Regions from separate parts of the Sus scrofa genome. Here region 1 is linked to region 2. Evidence: chromatin contacts called from public HiChIP or PLAC-seq data. All regions are on one chromosome and are shown on one strand. Each heading gives the region's core, a stretch centred on a gene start, on an enhancer-like site or on the middle of the called end of the contact. The rest is flanking DNA. Distances are from core to core; before and after follow the strand shown. Region 1 overlaps SMARCAL1 (SWI/SNF-related matrix-associated actin-dependent regulator of chromatin subfamily A-like protein 1). Region 2 overlaps MREG (melanoregulin).

Evidence for each region. HiChIP or PLAC-seq counts read pairs in DNA pulled down with a chosen protein or histone mark.
Region 1: an H3K27ac HiChIP or PLAC-seq map of alveolar macrophages shows a contact between it and region 2. The contact joins two enhancer-like sites. A contact is called at or near these places in 1 of 47 Hi-C or Micro-C datasets (embryonic fibroblasts) and 1 of 2 datasets of contacts at active chromatin or transcription factors (alveolar macrophages).

The regions. Positions count from the first base shown.
Region 1 is chr15:118,633,968-118,637,566 of Sscrofa11.1, forward strand. It overlaps SMARCAL1 (SWI/SNF-related matrix-associated actin-dependent regulator of chromatin subfamily A-like protein 1), which reads left to right. Exons shown (of 21, transcript XM_021076244.1): 7 at 1-157; 8 at 2,591-2,641. Among named protein-coding and RNA genes, the nearest start is that of SMARCAL1, 8.0 kb to the left of the region's middle. Within about 2 kb of position 2,119, at least 4 of the 83 cell types and tissues checked have an H3K27ac peak or open chromatin away from gene starts, as enhancers often do. A contact at or near this core is called in alveolar macrophages, where this site is marked.
Region 2 is chr15:118,221,885-118,225,541 of Sscrofa11.1, forward strand. All of the region lies in intron 2 of MREG (melanoregulin), which reads right to left. Among named protein-coding and RNA genes, the nearest start is that of MREG, 50 kb to the right of the region's middle. Within about 2 kb of position 2,202, at least 45 of the 83 cell types and tissues checked have an H3K27ac peak or open chromatin away from gene starts, as enhancers often do. A contact at or near this core is called in alveolar macrophages, where this site is marked.

The DNA.
Region 1 (3,599 bases), core at 869-3,368, 410 kb after region 2:
AGCAGCAGCATGGCCCAGACCTGCCTTCCTGCAGCTCCATCCCTCGCCTTTGTCAAAGGGCAGTGTATGCTTATCTCCCGGGCGCGCTTTGAGGCAGACATCGGCTATTCCGAGGACCTGATCGCACTGTTTAAACAGATGGAGTCCAGAAAATACGGCAAGTAGCTGGCCTCTGCCTGACTCCCAGGATGCATAGTGGCCTGTGATCTCAGAGTAGGGTGTTTCCTCTCTTCAAATATTTAGAGGTGACTTTCTGGAAGAGCCTTCCTAACATGCTCCTCTTAGGGAGAAAGGTGCTCCCTAAATTGTTCCAGATGGTTGAACACTTGGTGGGGGCTGCCTTGTCCCAAAGAGAAGACTCCTTCCCCAGTCTCCTGGTCAGTGTCTTCTTGGTAGGAGCAGGTAAGTTCCTGCTTCAGCCACCTAAACACACCTGTTTGTATTTTGTCCCTAGTAGAACTCGAAAAACAGGTGTTTGCTGTAAAAACAGATGGCTTTGGGTAGACTAAACCAGCGGTTTTCAAACTTGAGCATGCCCCTGGACCACCTGGAGGGCTGAGCCCCATCCCCAGAATAAACACTAAAGCCTGGTTCCCACCCAGAGCTACTGATTTAGTTGACTTGAGGCAGAGCCTGGGCTTCAGGCTTTTTTAAAGATCTCAGGTGAGTTTAACCATAAGCCAGGATTGAAAACCACTGGCCAGAGGAGGCAGTTTTTATTTTTTATGCGGTTCTTCCAAAGCTGCCCCATCAAAATAAGGAGCAGAAGAATCCTGAACTTCTGGGTTTTGTTCTCAGCGTGGGCCATGTTGTTTTACCGAATAGCATGGCTTTTACAGATTTATATTCCTATTCTTGAAGTGGTTTTAGTGTTTCCCTAGGCAAGTAGAAAGTGAACCTTGAAAGCCTTCTGCCTTTGAGACATCACATTCAGGCAGCATCATGGACTGAGCCTCTGTGGGGTGACTTGTTCACGAGCTTTCATCAGGCTTAGGGGCTTCTTCAGGAGGGGGTGGCTGTTGCATTTTTAGCCCTTAGAGGGATGGTTCTGACTGGTGAGGGCAGAGCAGGCTGGTGGGTAGGGTTTAGGTATGGCATGCAGGGCCCAGCATGGGTCATGTGCCAAGCTGCTCACACGAGGGCTGGGGCCCATCACCTCCCCTGCTGCCCCTCGAATGTTCGGCTTCCGCTTGGGATGGGTCTCTTGTCAGAAAGCAGGTACCGATGACCTGTGTCTTCTGAAAAGTACGGCCTTTAAAATCTCACTCCTGATGTGACCTGCTGTCTGGGGAGGATTATGAACAGCAAAAATACTCACACCCAACCCCTCCCAAACCTGGACATCCAAAAACCATGATTGGACTTTTTTTTTTTTTTTGGCCGTATCAGTCATTCACAGACGTTCCCATTTACTGCCCTGCCACAGTCAAGATCAAGCTATTCTCACATCAAAAGTAGTCTCTTTGGAGTTTCCTGGTGGCTCAGTGAGTTAAGGATCTGGCATTGTCACTCCTGTGTGTGGGTTTGATCCCTGGCCCAGGAAACTTCCACATGCCTTGGGTGTGGCCAAAAAATGGTAGTCTGTCTGCATTTGATTTATCTGTCAGATTACATCTGGGCCACCTTACTTTTTTCCTGAAACAGACATACTGTGTCCGTGAGGCCTTTTCCCTACATACCTCGCTTCCTCAGTGACCATACAGAGAAGAATTAATTTTTGCTGCCAAGAGAGCTCTTATTGAGCTGATTCTTGCTTGATTTTCTCAGAAGATCAATTGGCAGGAAAACCGAAATAATTTGTCAATGTTGAGTAGATGCTCTTTCTTCTTAGTTGATGTATGTGTAGTTGATGCTGCAGTAATCAGATGTCACAGTAATAACAATAATAATAATTTATAATTGTTTTTGCTTTTTGGGGGTGCATTGTTTGCCAGACACTCTTTCATAAGTATTTTACGTTGAAATTTTATGTAATCCCCATAAGAACCCTCTGAGGCTGGGGCTATAGGATTCTCCTTTTTCAGATGTGGGAACTGAGGCACAGAGAAGTTACATAGCTTGCCCAAAGTCACACAGCCAGGAAGTGGCAGACCTGGAATTTCAGCACAGGCTGTTTGACCACTCTGACCACATGTAGCTTGTTTCCCCACTTAAAAAAATGGAGCGAATAATGGTGTCCAGCTTATTGTGTATTGAGGAGCTGAGGAGATGGTGCGTGTAAGTCTCTTGGTGCCAGGCCTGGCTTGCGGTGACCACCGAATAAGTGTAAGCTGCAGTCATTATCCTGACCTTGGAAATTCAGGGCACTTCTGACCTGCCGGGCCATCCCCAGTCCTGTGCGTCCCCACAGTACCCTTTTATCACCACCCGTACAACCCAGTGCTGTCCCCGGCCTGCCGTCTTTCCTCCCTGAACTCAGTGAAAGCCTCGAGGACAGGGACTCTCCACCCCTGGATCCTCAGCTCCAGGCACGTGATCAGCCGCATCACCCGAACCTCCTGGGGTTTATGAAACCAGGGGATGAACAAGTGTGGTGGCATTGCAGAAGGGCAGGGTGTCACGGTTGCTTTCTTGTTTCTTGTCATTGCAGATGTCAAGACCAGGAAGTGGAACTTTCTCCTGGAGGAATACAATAAACTAAGTGAGCTGCCCACCTTGCTTGCTTTATATTATGCTATTAATTAATTATAGTAATAATTATATTAACTTATGCTACTAATTAATGAATGAATTAAACCTTAATTATGTGCCTTAAATGTAATGTATTTTGAAAGACTCACCTCCCCTCCACTGCAGTGACTGCTTGCGTAGCTATAGGACTAGTAAACGGGCAGATAGTCTTAGGCAGCCCCTTGGCTGGGATGGCAGCTTGACAACACCCAGGCAAACACAGTTGGGAGAGATGGTAGTAGTCAGATTCTTGAGGCCCCTGAAACCTCCCACCCATCATAGAGGTATTAGAAGAGGATATGTGGACTTTGGGAATCAGAGGCGAGCTAAGCAGAGGTTTCCTTAGCTTAGATGGAAGCTATTTCAGAGTCTCTCTAAGAACAAGCTCTTGCTTTACTTCTAGAGCCAGATGGTCTGTGAAAGTCAGGGAGCCTTCGTGGTTATAGGCTTCATAATGGGCTGAGTTCTGCCAGAGGCAGAAGCCAAGACCAGGGCACTTAAGCATTTAGTAAGTGCTTTGGAGGCTGACCAAGGATAGGACTGTGTGTACAGATATAACTATGAGAAGGAGAAGCCATTTTGGGCTTATCACTTGACTTATCTGTCCTCTGCTTGGGTGGGTCAATGAATGAATTCCAATATGCCTCCGAAGGATGGGGGGTGGGTAGTGAGATCATATCTCAGCCTGTCACCCATCTTCCAGGCTGTCGAAACTGCAGTGGGTGTTGAGCTGGCACAACCTAGTTTCCTCCTGCTTGACTCCCTGAGAACTTTCTGGTACCAGTCAGTACCAGGAGAGACTTGGGGGGGTGGGGGAAGAGGGCAAGGCACTAGCCCACCAGGCTAGGGCTTTAGGGAAGAGAGTCTTTTCGCTCTGTCTCCTCCTTGTGTGTCTTACTGTGGAATGTCAGGTAGTTCAGTATTCTGGG
Region 2 (3,657 bases), core at 952-3,451:
AGAAAATTTACTGAGCACATACTACTTCCCAGGTACTACTCTAAGCTCTTTATGGGCATCTACTCAGTTAGTTTTCATAACATGATGTGTCATCTATGAGATGCTGTTATTATAACATCTTAAGAATGAGGAAACGAGGCTCAGGGAGGTGAAGTACTTGTCCAAGTGTGCACACCTGCAACTTAGGAGCTGGGATTTCGGACCCAGGCAGGTGGTTGTAGGGCAACACACTTAGCCAGTGTCCACACTGCCTCTGCAATCAGGACTGGAGGGGGTGCATGAGCAAGGGAGGAAGGCAAGAGGAAGCAGAGGACATAAGAGGAGATAATTAGAAAAGAGAGCAACCTGAAGAAGGAACTATGAAAGCGCAGTTGAAATCGTGGGAGGAAAGAGGACTTTTCAAGAGGCAAAGCATTGCCAGGCTCCAGCCAAGAGAGCGGACAACTTCAAGAATGACTCCTTGAGGGTTAACTCCCTGGGACGTTGCCCTCTGGTCCTCCTTTGGGGACTTCAGTTCTGTCTCCCCTCCTCTGAGTAGGTGGAAGGACCTCACCCCTCTCCCTCTTTCCCCACCCCTTCCCCTCCATGCCCTCAGGTCCATGTCCTGTCTCTGTGGAGGGAGACAAAGGCACAAGAGTTTGCTTCAAGATGCAGAGGTGTGGAGTTCCCATGGGGCTCAGGGGTAACGAATCCCAACTAGTACCCGCAAGGATGTGGGTTCAATCCCTGGCCTTATTCAGTGGGCTAATAATCCTGCGTTGCCATAAACTGTGCTGTAGGTCACAGATGCCACCTGGATCTGCTGTTGCTGTGGCTGTAACTATAGGCCGGCAGCTGCAGCTCTGATTCCACCCCTAGCCTGGGAGCTTCCATATGCCTCTGGTGTGGCCTTAAAAACAAACAAACAAAAAAAAAAAAAAGATGCAGAGGGGGAGGGGAGAGCAGGGAGGGACAGAAGCTGCCAGGATCTGAGATTCTGAGGATTGAGAAAAAAGGGTCAGTGTTTTGGAGGAGGTTGTGCTTGTGTGCAAAACAAGAGAGCTGTGAGACTGCCCGTACTTTTCTGAAACTAGGCTTCAGGCTGGAGAAACACCCTGGGTTTCCTGGACTTACCTCTGCCGCCTCCTCTGCTCCTCCCCACCTCTCATTTCAGAAGGGAGCTGGCCAGATGACAGGGTCACAAGGACGCCTCACTCAGAAACCCTGCCCAGGCCTCTCCAGGCTCACGGGGCAAACCGCAGTTTCGCTTGCTCACATGATGGGTTTCCCCCTCCCAGAGCTAATCAATCCGCCGGCACTGGGGAACGAGCACCCCAAAGCTCGAACCTCTCTGCCAATTTCGAGAGAGGAAGGGCTTTGCGGGGAGCTAGCTCCGTCTCCTTGAGACGACAGGTGGTTTCACTGCCACAGCGGCCGCTGAGCCCTCCCCCGTGGCCCCACTACTTCCTCAAGCTCCTCTTCATTCTCCGCCCTCCCTTCTCCGCCAGGCTCCACAGCGGGCCCTCCGCCTGCTGCTCTCACTTCCCCCTCCACCCCTTAGGCACCCGCCCCCCGCAATCAGCCCTCAGATCTGCTTCCCACGGAAAGCGCTCAAGGACTTCCCCCACCTTCCCCATCTCGCTAGTGACCGATGAGCGGGGTCTCCTAGTTCTCTCCTAAAGCCCTGACTCCCAATAGCCTCCCTTTCTCGCAACCCCTCCCAGAGGCTCCTGGAAAAAGGGAAAAAGAATGAACGTCCACCAGGTGCCCCCTCGGGACACTCATTGGGGGTGGGGTTGACATCAGTGTCCCCAGGCTGCAGAGGAAAGGGGTGCCCAGCATCTTGCCTGGAGTCAGCCAGTGGGAGGTCTGGGATCTGATGCCCCTAGGTGCCTCCTCCAGCTAAAATCCCTCACTCTCCTCCTTCCTCTGCAGGATCCTCATCCTCCTCTGCCTCTTCTTTTCTTGCAGTTCTTTCCCAAGGCCCTGTATTGGGTCTTCTCATCTCCACCTCCCTAGATATTTTCCTCTAAAACCGCAGCTTCTGTGGTCTCTACTTCCCCACCAGTAACTCCCAAGCCTCTTTCTGTTGCCCTGACCCCAAGCCTCAGCTCCAGGTCCTGCCATTTCCACCTTTCCGCCGGATGCCTCCACATGGATGGGCTGCTGACCCAGCCACCTGACTGGATGAGACGGAGCCCAATCTGACTCCCGCAAGCCGGCACTGCCCTCTGACAGCTGCCAACATGGTGGCCATCTGCTACCCACTCCCCTTCCATCCCACCTTCCGAATCCAAATCAGTCTCCCACTCCTGTGGATTCTGCCTCTGTCACAAGATTCCCCTCTTCTCTGTCCCTACTGCCTCAGCCTTAAGTGGCCTGAACAGTTGCAATCATGGTTCCTCTGCTTCCAGAAGCCGACTCCTCCAGTCTCCTCCCCACCTTGTGAAGGTCACATTGGGTCACTCTTCTCCTAGGGAATTCTAGTGATGCCCTGTGCTTACTGACAACAAGTTTCAACCCCAGACAGGCTCTCCACCTGCTCAAAGGGGCACCCTCTGCCCCTTTGAGCAGGTTCACTCCGCCCTCATCCCGGCCATGAAGCCAAGTCACTCTGCAAGGCTCAGCTCAAATGTCACCACCTTGAGAAGCCTTCGCCTTTCTTAATTGAAAGTAACTGCTGCTTCTTTTGAAATCCCTAAGTTCCTTTACGGGAACTACTGTAGAGTTATTTCCTGTTGTGACAGTGTTACACAGGGATTTGTAGTGTTTCTTTTGCAACTAGATCATGGGCCCCATAGATTCAAGAACCCTCTGTGAATTCATCCATTCCATACACAGTCCTCTGTACACAGCAGGCGTCCCAGTGGGTTGGCTGAACTCAAATGAAGACGACAGAAAGGCCACCTTTTGCTGGTGACCGAGTGCCCATGTTGAATCTAGAAAGCAGCACTAAAGTTATCAGAAAAAGCCACTTGGGTTCTAATCCATGTATATTCTGAACAAGGCAGGTTTAGATAATCAAGATATTTTGATTCTCATATTTTAGGGAAACAGAAAAAATTCAAGAAAGAAGAAATAAAATAATCCACTCACCTCTTCCCCTCTTCTACTCTATGCCTGATCAAAGATGATATTTAAAAAGTACTTTTCACAATTGTCTCTTTAAGTCATACTTGATACTAAGATAATGTAGGGCAGGCACCATCGCAGGCACTTGATTAATGTCATTCTTTTCATGAGAAAATCTGAGAAGATGGGTTTATACATCCCTTTCTAGAGATGTTAAGTGAGGCCCTAGGAGGTTAAACAACTCAGCAGAGACCTCACAGCTATTAAGTAAGGAGCCTAAAACTTAAATTCAAGTCTCTCTGACTCCACAATCCACGCTCCTCCCAGTGCCTAAGCACCTATTAGGTCCAAATTTAGCCCATGACATTCCCTTTCCCTGTCACCAATGTAGAAACTGGGACACAAAGAAAGAAATGGAACATAACATGTGGGACTTTCATTGCAAAAGTGGCTCTGGCATGGCCAGCCACTCGGGTCCAGAAGACAGACAGGCCCTGTTCTCCAGCTGCCTCTCACTACCCCTCACTGCCCAGCAACCAGATCCCAGTGCGAGGGGCCGGTGGGAAGGGGGGAGAGTCGGTTATGCTGAGGAAGCTCAAAGCTGGC